Linked DNA regions of Mus musculus: region 2 is linked to region 1. A link is a contact called in public promoter capture Hi-C data. All regions are on one chromosome and are shown on one strand. The core of a region is the stretch at or near the end of the contact, and the rest is flanking DNA. Distances in the headings are between cores, read along the strand shown.

Evidence for each region. Capture Hi-C pulls out chosen DNA fragments and counts their contacts.
Region 2: a contact with region 1 is called in a promoter capture Hi-C map of liver. The contact joins two enhancer-like sites. A contact is called at or near these places in 2 of 39 promoter capture datasets (pre-B cells and stem cell-derived epiblast-like cells), 1 of 484 Hi-C or Micro-C datasets (the THB-7 cell line) and 3 of 9 other capture datasets (adipose tissue, liver and pancreatic islet).

What each region holds. Positions count from the first base shown.
Region 1 is chr12:4,676,737-4,682,160 of GRCm38.p6, forward strand. All of the region lies in intron 29 of Itsn2 (intersectin 2), which reads left to right. Among named protein-coding and RNA genes, the nearest start is that of Fam228a, 59 kb to the right of the region's middle. Within about 2 kb of position 3,410, at least 45 of the 459 cell types and tissues checked have an H3K27ac peak or open chromatin away from gene starts, as enhancers often do.
Region 2 is chr12:4,861,314-4,866,737 of GRCm38.p6, forward strand. It overlaps Mfsd2b (major facilitator superfamily domain containing 2B), which reads right to left. Exons shown (of 14, transcript NM_001033488.2): 10 at 5,136-5,216; 11 at 4,846-4,955; 12 at 4,415-4,558; 13 at 3,824-4,000; 14 at 1,125-2,766. The coding sequence ends at 2,742. Among named protein-coding and RNA genes, the nearest start is that of Mfsd2b, 10 kb to the right of the region's middle. Within about 2 kb of position 2,613, at least 46 of the 459 cell types and tissues checked have an H3K27ac peak or open chromatin away from gene starts, as enhancers often do.

The sequences.
Region 1 (5,424 bases), core at 2,160-4,659:
AATAAGCACTGTCTGTTACTTTCTAATATGCTACTATGAGTACCAATAGTTAGGTTTGTTTGAAGGCCACGAACTGGAAATAGCCTTTTCTATATTTTCTCTGTAAACCGAGCAGGAGCACTAACATTGGGGGACCTTGCCTGGTCTCACAGAAGAAGAAAGCAGTGTGCTCTGACCACTGAATGTAGAGTAGTGAATGTAGAGTAGTCTGCCTCAGCTGCCCACGAATGAACGCGGGCCTAGGGCAGTTTCCTTATGGTCTTAGGTGCTCCAGGCTGCAGAGCTCCCAAACTGCTCTGGGCTCCAGCACACAGTGCTTTATTGATGACATAAACATAGACTGTTTTCAAGAATGGAAAGTTTCCATCACTGACGGTAAGGTAAGAAACCATCCCTATCTTAGAGCACTTATATCAACAATATATTCTAAGGTAGACTTTATGTTACCTCTGTAGTCAGGTGACCACTTACCCTAGTATACAAAATAACACTTGTTGGCATTCATAATGCATTTAGTAAAATCCATAAGGAAACCTTAAAGAGTTTGTAGCAAACCTGAAGCCGACATGTAGGCTTTAGCCAAGGACCCATAGCATAGGGAGAGCACACGAGAGCTGGCATTCCTCTGTGCCCAGGAGGCTTCTTAAGCGATTATTGATGTTACTGTCTACATGTTACTGGTTAATAGTCGTCTCCCACATTGGCTATTTTGGCATAGAATTTTACTTCTTCCTTTGAGTGGAAAGCACCCTAAACATAATAGACATTATTATAAATTAATATGTGTGATAGCACTTAGCTGATATGAGTTTTAATACAGTATTAAACCATATTTGAAAATCAATGAACAGTTTATGCAGTTTAAAATGTTTACAAATTGCCGTGCAATCTACTGTTTGTGAAATGTCAGATAGGTGTATATACAATTAGAGTCCTACTCCTCACAGCATTCTTTGAGAAAGTAAACCATGCTTTTATACCTCTCGCTTTAATTTAAAGGCATATTTTGTGCAATATTTATGTTAATGTGCCTATATATAATGAATGAATTATTACAATCGTGCATTGCCTAAATCATGACTTGAGGGGAAAAAAACAACAGTTTAGTTACAGTTTTACAAAACCCAAATATCTGTACTGGAAACATTCACATTCTTGAGGTTATTAGATGTCTGTGTGCTCCCTGGGTGGGGGTTCTGTAGAGTCCTTAGACCACCTCCATTTTAGCACTTGCCATCATGACAGTATTTTACATAACATTCATAGGAAAGCAATAATTTCAATTTACAGATGGGTAAGAGAATTGCCTGCAGTCACTAAATGACAATGCAAAGACTGATTTCAAACTGACTTTTCCACGTTATATAGATCACCTGATTTTTCTTTTTGTCTCATCAACATTCTGCCTTTACCTCCTTAAATGCCACGTGTGGCCAGCTGCTCTCTATGCTGAGCTCAGAAAGCCAGCCCCACTAACTAACTGCATTGTTTCATAAAGTACCTTTTTTCTTTATAATTTTTATTTGGGGCTTCTCTACTATACTTATAAATTTATCCAAAAGTATTTTTATAGGTCAAATCCCTTGACTTCGCCATCATGAAAAGTAGATTATAGCCAAGTGTGGTGGTGCACGCCTTTAATCCCAGTACTCGAGTGGCAGAGACAGGCAGATCTCTGTGAGTCCGAGGCCAGCCTGGTGTACCATGTGAGTCCAGGATAGCCAGGGCTCTGTTACACAGAGAAACTCTGTCTCAGAACAACAAAATAGATTCTTGGAACTGGCATTCAGGTTGAGCTCAGCATCTGCAATCAGTCTGAAAATATGTTTAACAGGTAGGTGCCTGCGGAGTAAGTCACATACTGGCCCAACAATCAAAGCAAATGTCAGTACAGCAAGTAAACTCACTGTGCTAACCGACTACTACTCTAGGCATTTCATCATACCTGATAGAAAGCTGCAAGAAAGGAGATGAGTGACATACAATCGTTTACATTGTTCTTATAAGTGCATGCAATCTGTTGCAATCCCTCATCCAGCCGTGTGTTTGCTTTCTTCCTGATTTAAAGTAAGGCAGCTTCTGTTGCTTAGGACTTTCTTGGAGACATAATTTACACATTAGAACACAGTGGATCAACTTGAACTTGTAGGATACACCAGTTTAAGAGCACACTGTGTGACAGGCATTTCTAAAGCATGCACTTGAACTTGATGGGTGTTCCAGCAGTGAAGAAAAGGCTATAGCCAAAGCTGTTATTTTAGAAAATTTAAAACCTAAAAGTTAACCTTATTGATCATATACTTTCTCTGATTCTTTGAGAAATTTTGAAATAATGTAATACTTAAAACAGTAATTGTTTTAAAATACAACGCGATACTAGAGTTCAAAAGAAAATGATTAGGGCTGAGAGAAAAGGCAGAGAAAGAAATGGCAGGTCCAGTCCAAAGCTTTATTTGCCAAGTTTTCTTAGATGAAATTTACCAAGTTATGAGTTCTTGTAAATACGTAACAGAATACTGAGACCCTGTGCCTGAATGGCATTATTAGATGCTGCTGTGATGCTGCTGTGATGTAATAAACTATTAACTTGTTGCAAAGTGATGTATTTGCCTTAAATTTTTATTTTGTGTGTCTTGAAAACTATAGTATTAAAGGTATTGAGATTGTGCAAATGCTGGGCACGCTTGGCATGAAATAATCTGTTTTTATTTTTACACAATTGTAATATAACTATGCAAGTGTGTTTATTAAAAGAACACAAACTCCATTACTTGTATTGTGTATTTCTTTTGAAGCATCCTTTTAAGTCTTACTTTAATTATTTGTATAATAAGTGTGATTAAGTGACTTTGGGACTTTGTTTTTCTCTTAGTGTAATCTCAGGGTACAGACCAGTAGTCAAGATTTACATAATTTGAGATAATTATACATATCTCAAAAGCAAAAGAGATTTTTACTTTGCTATTGCTATGCTGTTGCATAGAGAAGATAACTATAATCAAAGATAATAGCAATATTTTATTTGCAGTTTTTCCACAATTTTTTTAAATATCAAAAGAAACTTAGAAGACATTTTAGTAAAAACTAAGAGGCTAATAGAAGACCCTGCAGCAGAAGACCCTGCTGCAGTAGTTCTTAGATGCCAAAGGAGAGCGAGGACAAGCTAGCGTGGCATTTGCCATGGAATGGGGGCAGAAGCACATAATGTAAGTCCCAGCACCGTGGCAGACTTGTTTTTCTTGTGCACCAGGAGAGCAGAGGAGGAGTGCCTAGTTGCACCCTAGATTGGTGAGGCAGAGAAGACTTGCTGGAATGCGGGCAGCAGCTGACAGACCATGAGATAAGTAGGAGGAAGCCTGGCTCAGTGCAGATGAGGAATAATCTACACACACTAAAGTGCTGGGGTGGGCAGGAGGCATGATAAGACACTTCAGTACTGTGAGGGTGGAACTGTGAAGCCACGGGAAAGTAGAGGCTCAGACACAAGTGCGGATAACAGTTCTCTAGCTTGGCCATGTTGGAAGCTCTGAAATGCTAATGAGTCCTAGGCAGCATGGTCTGAAGTTCAGCGTGAGCATGGGGATGTTTTCCAAGTGTCCCAGATGATGCTGGTCTGCTCTGCATCAGAGTGAAGAAACTGTGTCAAAGCTAAGGGGAACTTGGTATTCCTTAGGCACTGATGCAATGGGAGGGAGTGGGATAGAATCCCTGTGCCGTGAACGGAGCCAGAGGTGGGGGAAGAAGGTGAGTTGGCTTTTGTTTTGTTTTGTTTTTCCTATAAAGGACTATCCTGATAGAGTTGCCTAGCTATTTAGGAAGATGTATCCCAGAAGCACAGCACTAAATGCACACCAGCTGGAGTTGGCACCATTGTGCATACTTGTAGCTTTTCCATAGTTGAGACTCCGTAGGGAAAGGATCTTCCTGTGTGATCTTCAGCCAGGGCTGAGAAGTAGGAGGACCCAGGATAACAGGCAGCAGGATTTGTGAGAGTGGAGTGCTGTGGAACTACCATTTAGAAAACAAGCAGACCCTGCCTGTGTCAAAAATGGGACTCCTTAGATACTCTCTTAAGATCCATGAACAAAATGACTCATTCATTTTTACAGATGGGAAAATTAAAATGAGCTAAAGTCCCAATAAGGGACAAGTTGGCTTAGTGAGGCTGGCTTCTGAGTTCATGCTGTGAACGTCATATACTTGTGTGCTAAAGCTACTGCCATCTCTATCATCATAACGTCTGGCAGTGCACATTGCTCCTACCAGTAAAAAGAGGAGAAACACACAGAGAAAAGGCCAGAATGAAGTATAAGAGCAAGAGCCTGTGGTGATAGCATCCAGGAGAAGATTGCCCATAGTCACTGTCTTATTGAGTGTGATTCATATACCCCTTTAACGTGTACAACTCAGTGGCCTTAATGTATTACAGTCATGCAGCCATTGCTGTAATCAATTAGAAAATATTTTCATCACCTCAAAAGACCTTTAAATTATCACTCTCTTATCACCTTGTAACCACATACATACACACAACATACATAGTCCTTAGCCCTCCGAATCCACTAATCCACTCTATGTCTGCATGTGTTTGCCTGATTTGGACATTCCTCCTCTGTGTTAGAAGATGTGTGGGCAATTGTGATTGACTTATTTCTCATAACATCTAAGTTGTAGGATGTATCAATACATTATTGCATTTTATGGCCAGGTTAAAATTTTATTGTTTGGCTCTGCCGTGTTTTGGGTTCCTTTGGAAAATACCAAAGCACATGGTTTCCAGGTCTCATAGTGTGATGTTTTGTAAGAGCCACACTGTTCCAAAGTGGCAGCACCATGCGTTGCTCCAGCTATGCCCCAGCAGTGAAGGAATCCCTGTTGCCTCAGGCCGTTCAGCATTTGCTGTTGTGTTGTGGCCTCTGGCCAAGCTAATGCGCGCTGGTCTTGTTTACTATACCTTCCCCTGAAGATAGGTGGTATACGGAATCCCTTTTTTTAAGGAGGGATCTTGCTCAGTAGCCCTGGTTGGCCCTGAATTCAGAGATGTGCTTACCTCTGCTTCCCGACAGTCAGGATTAAAGGTGAGCACCCCAGCAGTGTTCATGCACTCCCTTGCCACCTACACATCTTCTTTGGTGAGGTACTAAGGTGTATGGCCTGTTCTTTAAGTCAGATGTTTTGTTTGTTGTTGAGTTAGTTGTATATGTTGGGTCAGGTGTCGGGTTTGTAACTATTTTCTTACAGTCTGTGACTTGTCTTTTTTTCTCTCTCTTGACCCTGTCTTTCATAAAACAAAAATTTAGATTTTAGTAAAGTCCAGCTTGTGAAGTTCCCTGTAGACTATGCCTTTGTGTCATATTCTAAGTTATCACTTACCCTAAAGCCACATAGATTTTTTTTATCCTCTTATCTTCCGTGAGCTCTACA
Region 2 (5,424 bases), core at 1,363-3,862, 180 kb after region 1:
CTTTTGTCCAGGCCAGGCACTATTGTGTGCTCTCCATATGAATATAAGGACTGCTTTATTTTCTTTTCCTATGAAGAATGTTGGGCTAGGAATATAGTTCATAGCTTATTTATGGTTCAGTCCCTACCTGCCTGCCTCCCCTTGTCCCCCCTCCAAAACACTGTCAAGCAGGGTGCATGCCTGTGATCCCAGTATTTGATAGGCTAAGCCAACATTGGTGAATTTGAAGCCAACTTAGAGTATACAGTAAAGTCCTGTCTCACACATAGAAAAAATGATATTTTGCTGTAGGATTTTGGCAGCTACTTTTTTCAGGAGGAAGTATTTTGCGTTGTTCTTGGTCTGCTATAGCAGCGTCTAGTGTTTGTCAACACAGGGGAGGTGACGGGTTCTATTTGGATGCGTGATGGTGAGCCTGCCTGAGAACCGCTCAGAGGCACTGGGTCTGGGAAGCTGAAGCTCGGCAGAGAGCTCTGGGGTGACGGGGATGTGTGAGATCACACTGCTCTGGGAAGGCAGAGAAGATTAAGGAACGCCAGAGTAGCAGAGCAAAGGGGGTTGGGGAGGGGGGGGTCACAATGGTAGTAAGCCAGCCAAGCCAAGGGAGTTTTGAAGTGCAGTGCTCAGCATTAGCTACGTAGCATTGGGGAGTCTCAGTGTACTGGCCACTTGTCATGTTGTTTTAAAGAACCCTGATACAAGTCACACAAGGAAAGAAGGGCTTATTCTAGCTCAGAGACCCGCGCTTTGGAAAACATGGCGACAGGAGCGCAAAACAGCCAGCCACAGTGCATCTGCAACCAGGAAGCAGAGCTCTGCTTGCTCGCTCCGTTCTCTTCAGCCTAAACCCCCAGCCTGTGTAAGGGCGTCACCTCCAGTGGGCAGGTCTTCTCCCCTCAGCTATGCCAGGCAAGTCTAAACCCCTCCAAGTCAGCTTTCAGTGTCAACCATTATAGGCTGGTGCCTTGTCAGCCATTATTAACTTGACTGACATATTCATCCTGAGGTGTACACAAGATATTTGTTAAAACCAGAAACAACCATCTATTCAGTCAGCTGACAGAGAAGGCTTGCTTGAGCCCAGGAGTTGAGCCAGCTTAAGCAACATACCTCTTTTTTTTTTTAAAGATTTATTTATTAATATACATAAGTACACTCTAGCTGTCTTCAGGCACACCAGAAGAGGGCATCAGATCTCATTACGGGTGGTGTGAGCCACCATGTGGTTGCTGGGATTTGAACTCAGGACCTTCGGAAGTGCTCTTACTCACTGAGCCATCTCTCCAGCCCGCAACATACCTCTTGTCTAGACAACTAAACTTAGATTTTTTTAAAGCAAGATTACCAGATGTGATCCATGCTTGTAATCCTGGTACTTGAGTGCTAAAGGCAGCAGGATCAGTTTAAAGCCAACCTCGGCTACATGAGACCTTGTCTCAAACTACAACAAAGTAACACTGTTCGCAGCATTTGCTGCTCTTGCAGAGGGCCTGGGTTTGGTAACCAGCACCGGTACTGGGCAGCCTACAACCCCTCACAACTATAGCTCCAGGGGCTCTGATGCCCTCTGCTGGTCTCTGCCGGCATCTACATGCATGTACACTCAGGCACAAACATATACACATAAAGGAAATAAATCTTTAGAAAAAACAAGTAAATCAAGCAGTTACTTGTGGCAAAAGTGGAAACAGGGTACAAACTTCCTTCTCTCTTGTGTGTGCTGGAGTCTGTCCTGTGGAGCAGAGCTGTCTTTATTTTGGAGGCTGAAACCAAGTTTAATGGGCTTCCAGGGTGGCAGGGAAGGAGGCGATAGGAGTGGCAAGAGGTGAGGAGAGCAATAAGGGACAAGCTGTTTGCTTTTGGGCTGGGGGTGGCCCTGATCTTTCCTACTTCATCCACACAATACGGTGCCTGATCGGTGGCTGGGGCCAGAACTATGCTTAATGGCTTCCCATCCAGGGACTCTAGCATGGGATGGTAGGGCACCCATGGTCACATTTTACCCACGTGGTAGGAAATAAGCTTTAGTTTTTATTTGCTTTGAAGACAGGGTCTCAGGTTCTTCAGGCTGGCCTCAAACTTGATATGTAGTGGAGGCTGGCCTCTAACTCATGATTTTCCTGCTTCTGTTCCCCAATGCTGGGACTGCATGTGTGCGTCACCATACCCAGCTAAACTTGTTTTTTTAAAAAAATATAAACCCCAGTGAATCTTTCTTCCCCAAAGACAGAGACCCTAGAAAACTGTAATTCCTAGTATATGGTTTTATATATACCATAGAATTTCAGAATATTTCACAATTTGTTTGTAAAAGTAGCTGGCCTCTGATGGTTCCATGTCATCCTCTGTCTATGGATAGAAGTAACCTCAACTGGTGTGAACAGAGCAAAATGCTGGATAAATACCTGCTTAGCTTCCAACATGTCCTGTTTCCTCAGCCTGACCATTTGCACTGTGTCCGGGTGGCCACTGGAGTGTGAATGCAAGCCAGGCCTGTGTCTGAATTCCTGTGTTGGAACTCTGCCATTTAGCAAAAGGAATGTACAGGGCCAGGGTAGGCAGGGCTTCCTGATGCTGGAAACCTTCCAGGAGGATGCTTTTAGAATCAGGTTTCTTGAAGGTGGAGCAGTCTGGGGTACAAGCCTGAAAGGATCCAGGTCCAACAGGCAAGGAGCTGTGGGCTAGAGAGTTCCAGAAAATGCAGGTTTCTCCTTTCCAGCTCACAGAGGTCTCCTTAAAGTTCAGGCAAGGCTGTAGCTAGTCCTCCTGAGGGGAGAAAGCCAAGGAGGAAGAGAGCGGTGAGATGAGGGTCTCCGCCCTGTCATAGAGTGCCATACAAGTTTCAGCCACTGCTCCCCGTCCTGCCAACACTCTCCACTCACAGCTCTGTTAAAGGCACAGCCCAGTCCTTTCCAAGTCCCATCAGGCAAGTCCCCTCCTCTGGGCATTGCTAGAGTGAAAGTGTCACCTCTGAACCCTTTTGCTGGAGAATGACATCATCAGCCATGAAGTGAGGGGCTGCTGATAATGCTGCCTTGTGTGGCCTGTGCAGACATGGACACCCACATGTGTATCTGTAAGTAGGAACATCTCCGGGACCAGATGGGAGCTGATGAGACAGCATACCCTTCCTGAGTACATATTTAGCCTCAGGTTCTGTGCTGAGCTCCTGGGATACCGGGATTCATGTAATATATCCCCAGCTGCAAGCTTCCTGTGCCATCCTGGGAAAGCCATGAGCACACACACCCCTCCCCCATGTAGCGGGATGAGTGGTAGAGGAAGAACAGCGCAGACAGCCACTCAGCAGTCATGAGAAGAAGGGAAGGAGGCTCCCAGGCCTGGGCAATGGTGCAGACAGTGATTCCATCTCTGAGATGGAGACAAGAAAGAGAAGCCTAGGGAGAGGATGAGCTGAGGATCCGGCTTCCCGCACCTGGCTGATGTGCCCGTGGGTCAGCAAGTACAGCCGTGCAAAAACTGATGTCCCGGGATGTGGAACTTGACAGAAGTGCAGGGTAGAGGGTGACAACACACCAGGTGTGAGGTGGTCTAGGTTTCATACATAGATGGGGTACAAGGGAGGTCCCTCACGTCTCCCATTCATGAGGTAGCTCAATTAAAATAGAAAGAAATCTAAGAACAAAGAGTGGTCTGAAATCAGGAGACTTAGCCGGCCAGTGCGGCAGGACCTGCAGGCTGCTGTTAGCTGTTGAGCAGTGTGTGTGTGTGTGTGTGTGTGTGTGTGTGTGTGTGTGTGTGTGTGTGTGTGTGATAGGTTGGTAACACTGCCCATGTGTACCCATGTGCAAACACTGCTCACCTCCGAAGGCTTAGCTGGGAGGAAGTGTCCTGACGTGGCATCTTGGGAGTGGGGCCAACCAGGAGGATGCACAGGCCAATAAGGATCATACAGGTGGGCACAGCACCGATGAGGACCTTGAGAGTGACCACCACTTCTTCTGCTTGCTGGCAGGCCCCTGCCTCATACCCTGCAAACCTGGAGAAACACCAGCAGCAGCTCTCTCATCTCGTCAGCTTTGCTGAGCATTACCCTTTGGGTGCAGAAGCCACAGACATGTCACCCCACCCTCTCCTGAAAACTCACTTCCAGCCAGGTTACCAGGGAGGAGTTGGGAGCCCGTTAGTCCTGACGATGGAGTCCCCCACACTCCATGGAGCCCCTTAGTCCTGACGATGGAGTCCCCCACACTCCATGGAGCCCCTTAGTCCTGATGATGGAGTCCCCCACACTCCATGGAGCCCCTTAGTCCTGATGATGGAGTCCCTCACACTCCATGGAGCCGAGCATCCACTCCAGGCTCATGGGTGGCTCTAGGGCGGAGGCTCTGACCTTCTCTTCCCACCCCCCTGGTCTTTTGTGCTTTTGCTACACCCCCGCCCTCGGACTGACTCCAAACTGAGGGTAGAGATGCCCAAGGCACCCGCGCCTGACAGCTTGGTGAAGAAGACGTAGGATGAGTAGAAGATGGTCTCCACGCCTGGGCCACACCGATGCTGCAGCTGAAAGTCATCCACCACATCTGGCAGCATGGACCTAGGGGCAGGGGCATGGGATCAGCCCTCTTCCCTTTGAAAAGCAGCAGCCAGCCTGCAAGTCCTCAGGAGGGCAGAGATTAAGTTGGAGTCCTCTCTGCCCAGAACAGGCCCACAACCAGCCAGCAGTATGTCTGTGTTCCCTTCAGTTTTGATGTTGGCTCCTTCTTAGAAAAGCCCAAAAGGAAGTAACTGGTGGCCCTGCACATGGAACAGGACAGCAGGAGAGAGACTCCCTTATGGAGGGATACGAGGCTCCCCAACCCCCCGTCCCATCATCCAGCCTACCAGGGTAGCAGCAGGGACACAGCAATGCTCACGCCAGAGACAAAGGCCACAACATAGGCCACCGGTGCTGAGGGCACAGCAGCCAACAAGATAGAAAAGGGCACCATCACCTGGGGAGACAGACCTGTGAGCTGACCCCTCACTGCTTCCGGGCTTGCTTTCCCCTTAGGAAGCTCAGCCCTGTACCTGGTCCCATGCTCGGCCCAGCAGATACAAGGGAGCCCTGTTAGGCTCAGACTCCACGGTTACCTCCTCAGCCACCCTCAGGCCTTGCTTTTTGCTTCACTCACACAGATGCCGAATGCAGATGTCTTCTTCCCAAATCGCTGGAGAACCCACTCCCACAGTGGGGTGCTCAGCACAGCTGAGACCTGTGAGCAGACAGCATCATTCCACCAGGGTCCTGAAGGCCACACCTCCCAGATCTCAAAGCCCTGGCTTTTACGTAGGACACCTAACCTCAAACTGTCTGCTTTGAACCAGTAGCTACTAACTTTGAGCCTAGCCCCCAACTCCTCCCTCGGCTGGAATGAGATTAAAACAAAATGTGACTATTAAAACTTTAGCCCTTGAGGTTCT